Linked DNA regions of Mus musculus: all the other regions are linked to region 3. Evidence: chromatin contacts called from public promoter capture Hi-C data. All regions are on one chromosome and are shown on one strand. Each heading gives the region's core, a stretch centred on a gene start, on an enhancer-like site or on the middle of the called end of the contact. The rest is flanking DNA. Distances are from core to core; before and after follow the strand shown.

The links. Promoter capture Hi-C pulls out the DNA fragments that hold promoters and counts their contacts.
Region 1: a contact with region 3 is called in a promoter capture Hi-C map of pre-B cells. The contact joins the promoter of Ints6l here to the promoter of Map7d3 in region 3. A contact is called at or near these places in 5 of 39 promoter capture datasets (the C10 cell line, cranial neural crest, frontonasal cranial neural crest and 1 more).
Region 2: a contact with region 3 is called in a promoter capture Hi-C map of second pharyngeal arch cranial neural crest. The contact joins the promoter of Smim10l2a here to the promoter of Map7d3 in region 3. A contact is called at or near these places in 4 of 39 promoter capture datasets (the C10 cell line, cranial neural crest, frontonasal cranial neural crest and 1 more).

Annotation. Positions count from the first base shown.
Region 1 is chrX:56,452,688-56,456,114 of GRCm38.p6, forward strand. Ints6l (integrator complex subunit 6 like) reads left to right here and starts at 2,152. Exons shown (of 17, transcript NM_172779.4): 1 at 2,152-2,629; 2 at 2,762-2,839. The coding sequence starts at 2,519.
Region 2 is chrX:56,372,890-56,376,431 of GRCm38.p6, forward strand. Smim10l2a (small integral membrane protein 10 like 2A) reads left to right here and starts at 1,628. Exons shown (of 2, transcript NM_183030.2): 1 at 1,628-2,319; 2 at 3,141-3,542. The coding sequence starts at 1,748. The coding sequence ends at 1,984.
Region 3 is chrX:56,820,906-56,824,368 of GRCm38.p6, forward strand. Map7d3 (MAP7 domain containing 3) reads right to left here and starts at 1,420. Exons shown (of 16, transcript NM_177293.3): 1 at 1,332-1,420. The coding sequence starts at 1,398.

The DNA of each region.
Region 1 (3,427 bases), core at 902-3,401, 370 kb before region 3:
TAATGGATGTCACTGTCGTGATTATGTTACATTATCTAAGGCTCTGTATCAGCAGATTGGAGAGAGAGCTTTCCCTGCTGGCCCTAAAGAAACAGCTGCATCGTGAACAGGTGATGGAGAGGCTTGTGTGGCAGAGGACATTAGCAGCAAGCAGATCTGTGGGTGGCTCTCAGCCTTTTCACATACAGTCACAATGAGATAAATTCTGCCAGCAGCCTTCCTGAGCTTTACCGAGCTGATTCTTTCCCAGTTGAGCTCCCAGATGAAAAATGTGGCCTAGCCATTTCCCTGACCACAGCTTTGTGAGATGGAGCAGGGAATCCAGCTAATCAGAGCAGGAGATAACATTTAAGTACGTGCTAAGCTGCTGAATTTGTGATAATTTGCTACAAAGCAATACAAAAAACTACCACACAGGTACCCATTGGTCATAAACTTTTATTTAGTCCATGCATATACGATCTTTCTTCAGTAATATTTAATGATTTATTTTTATTTTTAATTATATGCATTTGTGTGTCTATCTGTGGGTTTGTGCACATGTTCATAGTACCCACAGAGGCCAGAAGGCATTGGATCCCCTGGACCTGGATTTCCAGGAAGTTTGACGCCTTCTAAGTGAGTGCTAGGAACCAAACTCAGTGTCTTCTGCAAGAGCAGTGAGTACTCCTATCCAAAGACCAATGCTCCTAGCCCCTTCACCACTAATATTTAAGACAGAAATGGGGAAGTTTGATGTCTTTCCATCTTTAATTCCCAAGTCATTCTATATATTTCAGTAAGCTGGTCTTCATCACACATAGAGTGGTCTCTGGCGGACTCTTGTTCACACCATTCCTCCTAAGCCAGATTCCCTCTTTTACACCTTGTTCTTTGCCCATGAAATCTTCTGAACTTCTAGACCACAGGCAAGTGCTGCCTCGCTGTTTTTACTTGCATCACCATTTTTGGTCTTATTTCTGAGAAAACATAATATATATCAATCATGTAGAACATATACACAGGATATCTACAAACAATATAGAAAACATTTGCAGATATATATGTGATCTTCACATTGTATTAAAATTGTATACTCATTGAAGCTCAAGAGTCTAACTTGTGTACAGCACATTGCTAGAAATACTCTGTATCATTATCATCATTATCGCCATCATCAGTGTTGTAGGAGACTCAAACTCAGCGCCTCACAGGAGCTGGGCAAACATCGTACTCCTATGCTGCAACACTACCTCATACTCTATATTAAAAATAATGTCACAGTAGTTGGCATAGCACACGCTTGTAGGATATGCTGAGGAGTTCAGGACCAGCCTGAGATACAAGTTTAAAAATTGAGTCATATGCAGTGGAAAGCCAAGTATAGTTGACCAGTTACCAAGTACTTACATGGAGCCAGCATTGGCAACTTCCCTCTACTGAAAATTAAATTTCAGTACCATCGACCCTACATATTTCAATGATTGAACGCCTACTTCAGGTGCCTAGCACTTTTGTGGACGTTCAATGAACCTGAGTTGAAGCAGGATATCAGCCATGGATAAAGGCCGCACAGTCCCCACAGGAGTTTAAGTATCACAGGCTGGTCAATGTTTCAAAGCCTGAGAGAGCCTGTCCTTACAAAAGGACAGCTTAGGGTAACGTTTCCGCGGCAGCTTCCTTTTTAAGTAGCTGAACCAACCAAGAAAACGACATGTAAACACTGATCAGGAAGAGGGACTAATCTAAGGGAATTTGAGCAAGTCTGGCTAGGAAAGAAGTTTGCTGCTACTGAAATGTTTTGGTCTTAGCCACTGGCAGGATTGATTGATTGTAGTTATGTTTTGTGTGAAGCCTGCCTAAACATCTGTTTCTATGCAACTGTTGCCCAATTCTCCTTTCCTTTCGAATTACCATCTTTGAAGCACGAAAGAAAATCCATCCAAACGACCAAACAAATTACCCTAAAGGCTTCTAAATCCTTTAAAGGAGAATCTGAGCTTGAAGAAGGTCCTTTACTCCCCCGCCCCTTACCTCCAGCATGGGTTCCAAACTACAACCCTCAAGCTTGGCCCAAGTCCCTCCCTTTACCCAGTCATCTAATGAATATGTAAATTAAACATAATTGGCAGCCAATGGCGTGTGTTCTAGTCACATGGTGCTGATGGTAGGTGAGCAGACAGAAGTTGTGTCAGTGAACAGAGAGGGCTCTCAGTCTGGGGCGAGCGCTCTAGTGAGCGTGGACGGATGCTTAGGCAGTAGTCCTGGCAGCGGCAGCGGCGGCGGGCAGTAGTGGTGGCAGAAGAGGGGAAGAGAGACGGCCCGGAGACCGACACACTCACACTTTCAAGTTCCCTTGGAGGGAGAGGAGTTGGGGCTGCAGAAAGAGGCCAGGAGCGGTCCCATCTATCCCATCCCGTTTCCCACTTTTCCTCTTGCTCCCTGGCTCTGCGAGAGTTCAGGATTTGGGTAGCCATACGTGGCATTGAGGGAAAAGGGACTGGGAGAGTGGGGACCAGAACCAGGGGTGTAGTGGAAGATGCCCATCCTGCTGTTCCTCATAGATACGTCCGCCTCCATGAACCAGCGCACTGACCTGGGCACCTCCTATTTGGACATTGCTAAAGGCGCTGTGGAGTTATTCTTGAAGGTAAAAGGAGGGGAAAGGAGATGAAGGGGTCGCTTCTGTGGGATGGGTGGGTTGGACTGAGGTGCTTCTGTAACGTTTGTATCGCTTCCCCTCGTTTCCTACGCGACCCCCCCGTCATCCCTCGCCCCGCAGCTGCGCGCCCGGGACCCAGCCAGCCGCGGAGACAGGTACATGCTGGTCACCTACGATGAGCCTCCCTACTGCATCAAGGTAAACAGGCCAGCGGGGGAGCGGTGGGCGGGAAGAGCGTGCGCGTCCACTAGCCTGGGGCTGCTGATCCCTTTTGCCTCCACCCGTGGCGATCCTGCGTCGCCCTGCGGGACGGGCTGCAGTGAGGAGCGCCGAAGGGCAGGAGGAGCAGGGCGGGTGGCGGCGGTCGGGGGTCGCAGAGAGGGGCCCGGAGATGAGCAGCCGGTGTAGAGAAGGCACTGGAGGGCCGAGTTCCTAGCACGGCTGCAGCAATCGCCTCCGAAGATGGCGGACATTTTGCTTTTGTATGAGGCAGCCAGAGGCAGGGTGAGGGCGCTGCTGAGATGGAAAGGAGGGAGGGGAGGAGGCCGAGGAAGGAGGGCTCGAGGCCCATGGTGAGGCTGCGGCCCCTTCGCCTGGGACTCCGCCCCGATGTTCTCTTAGCCCCGCGCGGGCTTTGCTGCCGCCCGAGCTCCTCCTCTGGTCCCTCCTTCCATCCCTCGGCCCGCCCCGCCTGGGCTTCCTCTCCCTCCTCCCGCTCCGGTCCGTTTCTCCTTCACCGCATCTTCCCCTCCTCTTCCTGCCAAATGCCGGGCTGCACTAGCGCTG
Region 2 (3,542 bases), core at 378-2,877, 450 kb before region 3:
TAAAATTATATGGATATGCACAGCCTCAAGCATAACTAAAGATGTGCTATAAACTAAAAATGAGGATGGAGGGGTCACTCTACTCCATATCAATATCTTTGATTTACACTCCTTATATCTAGTTGTTATATCTATTGTATATCTATTGTAAGTTGAAGACATCCTAAGACACAAATGCACTTACTCTGCCTAACCTACTGAACGTAAGCATCGCGCTGCAATGTGGAACCTTGGCTGTTTTGCCCTCACTTTTGCAGAGATGACCGAACAGTTCCCTGCATCTCTGGAGATGACCTGGCTTTGGATTGGATTCGGTGGACCCTGTTGATAGAAAGATCAGATGTTAACATGAAAGAGCGACCAGCAAATCCAACAGAAAAGCAACAAAATGCATGCGCCATTGAGTTGATGGCACTGTGTGGGACATTTTAGTACACTAAGAGTACACATTGAGCCACCCATAGCGCTGGCCACATATGTGGCAGAGGATGGCCTTGTTGGACATTAGTTGGAGAGGCCCTTGGGCCTGAGGGGGTTCCATGCCCCAGTGTAAGGGAATGCCAGGGCGGGAGGATCCTCACAGAGGCAGGGGGAGAGGGGATGGGATAGGGGGTTTCTGAAGGAAAGACCTGGAAAGGGGAAAACATTTGAAATGTAAATAAAGAAAATCCAATCCAAACAAAAAAAAAAAAGAAAAGAAAAGAAAAGAAATTGAAGGAATGTCTTAGGTAATGACTCAATCTGGCTATTTTTTTAAATGGTTATTCAAAAAGAAGAGAGTTACAGCAGACTAAGAAGACAGGAAAGAGAACTAGAAATCTGGATTACAGACAGTGTGATACAATTAGGTATGAGGACTAAGTTCTAGGTTCCTAGAGGACAAATCAGTGGCTATAGATTATAACAACCTATTGTGTTTTTAAATAGAACTAGAAGAGAGAAGGCTCCAAACACAGAGAAATAATAAGGTGAGAGGTTAATTACTATGATTTGATCTTTATGCATTGTATACATGGATTTAATTGTCACACTGTATAACTATGTAAAATTACGCCAACAAAAAGGACCGTAAGAAAATAAACATACATAAATAATTGAGATGTTAAGGAAAGAGAAAGGGGTAGAGAGAGAGAGAGAATAAAGAAAGGTGCAATGAGTCCTTTGACCTGGCTTCCTGGGGAGACAGTGGAGGGTGTTAGCGTGCATAGGAGAGAATTTCTGGGTATAGTTTCCTATCGAAATATCAATAGTTCCCAAGAGCTAGCCCTTAACTCCCCCACACCCTTGCTTAGCCGATTTCCCCAGTGAATCCTAGGAACACACCTTCTAGGCCACTCAGTCTTTGTACACACTAGGAAGAAAGAATACGATGAACAGGTGGGACAAACACTTGGAAGGTTTGGGACTTCGTGGAGAGAGGGTTCCTATCCATGGGATTGTGTCAATCCGGTGAAGCAAGTCTGGCCCTAGCCCTACAGCCATTGTGCAGCAGCTGGACCCTGTATGAGTTAATGATACCTGCGGAACTAGCAGAAGGACTTCTGCCTCCAGCCTGCATTGAGGGGGCGGAGCTGAGCAGCGGCAGGTCTGGAGAGAGGGCGGAGAGCTACAAAGGCGGCGGTGCTGGGGGTGGAGCATTGAAGGCTGCACGGACCCGGAGCCCTTGGGCGGGGTTGCGGACAGAGTGGGGTGGCGTGGCGCAGCGCATTGAGCTGGCTCTGCAGCAGGTGAGCGGTGAGCCAGGCCAATGGCGGTGACTGCGGCCCTCTCTGCTGCTGCTGCGGCGGCGGCCCTGTCTGGCCTGGCAGTGCGACTGTCGCGTTGGGCGGCGACACGCAGCTCCTACGGTGCGTTCTGCAAGGGGCTCACGCGCACGCTACTCACCTTCTTCGACCTAGCCTGGCGCCTGCGCGTGAACTTCCCCTACTTCTACATGGTGGCCTCAGTGATGCTCAACGTCCGCCTGCAGGTGCGGATCGAGTGAGCAAACGCCCTCCGCCACGGAGGAGAGGGCCATCCGCGCCTTCCGCGCCATCCTGGCGGCCGCAGGAAGGACAGCGGGGCGCACAGTGCCTCCAGACTGCGGCGGGGGGCGCAGGCGGCACGGCCCGGGCCCCTCCATTTTAGGTCTCTGCGAAGGGCCTGAGGAACCACATCCCATACCGCAAAAACCTTCACAGCCCAGTCCTTTTCCTCTGCATCCAGAGAATCACCAGAGTCTGGCAAACCTGTTGCCTCCCCATTGGCCAAAAGCGGGAGAGCCCAAAAGAGAGCATGCTACTACCACAGGACTTGATTTACCAGGCTCTGTGCCTAAAGGTAGGCGACCACAGGTTGGAATGGTGGGGGGGGGGGGTATGTGGCCACTGCATGTAAATACCCAGACTGGTTTATGGAAAGAGAGAATGCAGCGGGGCACACCGGCTGCCTGGTAGAGTGATTCATGATGGGGCGAGGGGCATCTTGGAGAGTCAGCTCATCACCAGCACACTGTCAGAGAACCCCCCGCCCCCGCCCCCACTTTCCAGGCATCCAACCCCTTTTTATGCAGAGGACTCCTGAGATGTCACCTGAACCCTAAATGGGAGAGGACTGGGCCAGTGAGGTCTCAGGAAGGCCCTAGACAGTAAAGATTATCCATCCATCTCTACCTAAGTCAGGTGAGCAGATAAAATGAACAGATCTTTTTGAGCCAATCCGAAGGCTGTCTCCTTCTTGGCAGGGAGGCCCAAGGATACTCTCTGCAGCTGTGCACAGCCCTTCCCAAATTGCCTGGAGCACTGTTGGGGATGGGGCAGGGGACTGGACTCAGCCACTTATTCCCCTAACCCGGTCTGAGGACCTTACTGAGGCTCTGCATCTGCAGACAGGGAAGAACAGGAAATACTTGGCTCTAGCCATCTCTTCCCCCACAAGCTGCTTCTCCCACCCTTTCCAGGCTGCCCAGGCTCCCTGAAGGACCTGCAGTGACACACTGGAGACCCAGAAGCCCATCTACCAGCCATGAGTGGCATGTCTGCTGTGTGCCACAGGGTGTGGAGAAGTGGGAAGGACTCTGGAAGCAGGCAGCTGCTCTCCGAATAGGGTAGAGAAGGGGAATGCACAGGAGGCCAACTCTGAAGTCTCTCTTTCTTTTTCAGGCATTGGTCTTCTGGGTGATGGCTCAGCCCTTCACTGAACATTTCAACTCGAATCCTAGAGGTGCCATTGATTCTGTAGCAGCACGGCTAGCAGCTGAGTGAAGAGCCTGCCTAGAAGGAGAAGAAGAAGAAGAAGAAGAAGGAGAAGAAGGGCCTTTCTGGTGAGCCCAGAGGGGTGAGGTGGCTCAGGTCACCTGGTCCCTCCACAGAAAAGGGTGGACACTTGGACACTGATATCTCCTGGCAACACTGTGAGGGAGATGTGTTCTCCCACCTCATGAACTCCATGGGGCTCAAGGAAGTGCCTGGGGTTTGCCCTTGTTACACAGAGAAGAGAGCTCAGCCTGCCCTGGACCGGCATTCCTCCACCCTTTCTGCAGTTTCTTCATGACCTGGCAGGAC
Region 3 (3,463 bases), core at 170-2,669:
AAATGTTTCCCTACTAGATAAACAGTTGATACCAGGAGAACAAATAGCTACTGAAAGGCTGGTGGGAAACTGCTGAAATCTTTGTGTCCAGCAGCCATTGTTAGGGGAGAGCACCCTTCCCAGCCCGACTGCACCATTCGAAATAGTAACAAAATATCAGGCTGCCTAATACCGCACACCTCCAAGCTGTGGAAGTGGCTCAAGACTTCTGAGTCTGGGATTCTGGCTGCTAGACTAACTTTAAAGTTTCTCCTGCTCTAAAACGCTGTTAATCTGGCTCTCAGTCTTAGTAGCTTTCCTTGCATTTATAGGTCCCAATCTTTGAGTAACGTGCTCTAAACTGAGAAACCATTTGTGAATTTAAACAAACGAGGGAAAAGCAACAAGTTAAGTCACACAGTTTTTAAAGCTCATCTGGCTGAATGGTTTTAATTTAAAACAGTTGTGTAGAAAATATAAAATGTGATTTGTTAAGATAAGAATAGTTCTTTAGTATTAGCATATTAAAATGCATAGAAAACCCACTAAATGAATATATGTACATCTAATTACAATGTAAAACTCCTTAAAGATTTTTATAGCAATCAAAATCATCTTATTCACAGGCATATCTGGGGAAAGTAGTCTTGTCCTTCTCGCACAATTTCCTGAATTAAATAGGTGCTGCCAAAATTGTTAAGATTAATACACCCCACCAACCTTTTCGTCTCCCCAGACAGAAAAAGTTTTGATTATAGGACCTGTTGAGAAAGTATTGCTAGGTGAGGATTCTCATTCAGCTCAGCCTAGGGATAAAGTCACGTGCCGTAGCAAAGTGAAATCTTTTCCCAACATTCTAAGCCCTAAGCGTCAGTTCTCCCCCCGCCCCCCGCGCGCCTGGATCTGAACCTGGAAAACGCCAACACCTTGGGATTCAGGGAAAACCCAAACTTTCCGATCCTGGCAGGGCCACCCTGAAGTGTGGATGTGCCCAGCACGGGCCAGCGCCCACCCATCCCTGAGCTTTCCCGCAGTTGCTGCGGTGTCACTGGTCCCCGACGCAGACAGGGCTAGAGTTAGGGTTTGGTAGCTCCCGCCCGCCCAGCAATGGTCTTTGGAATGTTGACAGCACTGCCCGATGGTTTCCCCTTCATGTCCTGGTTCTCTGATCTCTCTTGCCCCAGCCCTAAGGTGTTGAGAGAGATGAGGGGGATCATAGACCATGAGGGACCGAGGGGACTCTCCACGGAAAAGTTACTGAGCCACGCTACTTCTCTGGATCCTGGGGCTACATCAACCCCACTGCCTATGAGTGTCCCTGTCCCCCTGGGACTATGATCCATCTCACTCACCCAAGCGTTCGTGTAGCCCCCGGAAAGATGTGCTGCTACTGGTAGCAGCAAAAGTGGGGTCCGCCATCTTCAGAGAGTAGTTGAGAACCACTGGAGGTGGTTCTTGGGCGGCAAGGCGCAGGCGCCGCCTCTTCTTTGGCCTCTGCCGGGGCTGGGACCCCGGGGGGCGGGGCAGGGCGGGGCTCGGGTAGTCCCCGCACTTCCCATGAACCTTCAATATAGGTAGCATTAGCTCTCACATGCTTGTGGCTAAGCTGGCTGGAAAGCTATTAACTTTGTCTGAGGAAAGCCTTTCTTATATTGGCGGTTCTATTGTGATGCGTTCTGGGCTCCAGCCAATCAGCTGCCCACTTGGCCATTGACCGTTCTTTTCCTTTTATCGCCTCTACTTGATGAATGCTGCAACATTCCATAGTTCCCCATCCATAAGTTAACACCCATTTGCCAAGCATCTTCCTGTACTATGAGCGTTTATTACCTTTGAAGTATTACATGAAAAGCCCAGTTTGGGGGTAAAGGATGTGAGGGGTGAATAGATGATGTGTCACCTCTTTTTTTCGTGTATATGTTAACACATGGTTATGGGCAGGCAGTTATGGTTGAGGAAGGCCCAGGAGCCTCTTTATAGGATAAGCACTTGAATGAATTCTCTGAGTCTTCAAGTGATATTGGAACTGTAAACCGAAGAAGCTGATAGTGGTTACCCATCTTTTCCCTGTACCATGACACTTACCACTTACAGTAATACACAAACTTATTAGTCCCCTACTACCCTAGGAAGTATGTACCACTACTGTCCCAACTTACAGGCAAGGAAAGTAAAAATTAAAACCCTTTGTCTAGAGTCACCACAGTAAGTGACAGTATTGAAATATAGTCCCCAAGCTTCTCATTAGGGTACGCATGTACTTCATCTTAGATGAGGAAATTTCATTAGGTGAAGAAAGAGAAACGGGACCTGGAGTGATGGCTCATTGGATAAGAGTAAATCAAGCCCTCCAAGAGGACCTGAGTTTGATCCCCAGCACCCAAGTCAGATGGCTTACAACTGCACTCCAGGGTAACCCAGTGCCCACTTGCACTCAATCGCACCGCCCCCATACATACAATTTAAAAATAAAGATGAGGTGCTGGAGAGATAGCTCAGTGGTTAAGAGCACTGACTGCTCTTCCGAAGGTCCTGAGTTCAAATCCCAGCAACCATGTGGTGGCTCATAATCATCTGTAACGAAATCTGATGTTTTCTTCTGGGGTGTCTGAAGACAGCTACAGTGTACTTACATATAATAAATAAATAAATAAATCTTAAAAATAAAGATGAATCTTTTGAGAATAGAAAATAAATGTTATAACTTACAGTGCACAAACATGTGAAAGTACATCAAATGACCTTTAAATGTGGTCAAAAGGCATAAACAGGCCTCTTCGAAGGAAAGAAAATACAAATGGTCACTAAATGTTTACAACAACTGTTCAAAATGAAAGTTATCACAAAACAAGCTACCTCTCTAGATCTGGCACAAATGTAAGGACAGTAATTGAGGCGGACAAAATTAATTAGAGCCTCAAAGTCCTGCTTCTCAGCAAGTACAGTACAACATTTTGCACTAGCTCTGTGAGAGTAGCCATGATTATTCCTATAGCACACCTATGCTTAGGGCATTAGTACAGCACACACATGCACAAACATCACAGCCAGACAATCTGGCAAAACACATAAACATCTCTGTTGTTTCTTTTTTTTTTTTAAAGGTCAAGCCCAAATCTAGAAATGAAGGAACATTTAGACAAATATAGGCTTGCTTTAAAATGCCAGCATTATGAAGGACTGAACAATTAGAGGGTTACTTTAGATCACAAGAGGCTAAACAGAGCAAGTACAGGCTATAAACATTGCTGAAGACATGGATTTAAGAATAGCTTTCAGGCTGCACAGTGGTGGCACACGCCTTTAATCCCAGCACTTAGGAGGCAGATACAGGCTGAGCTCTTTGAGTTTGAGGCCAGCCTGGTCTACAGAGTGAGTTCCAGGACAGCCAGGTATACACAGAGAAACCCTGTCTCAAATAGTAGTAGTAGTAGTAGTAATAGTAATAGTAGTAGTGGTATTAATAATAAAGCTTTCAAGGGCT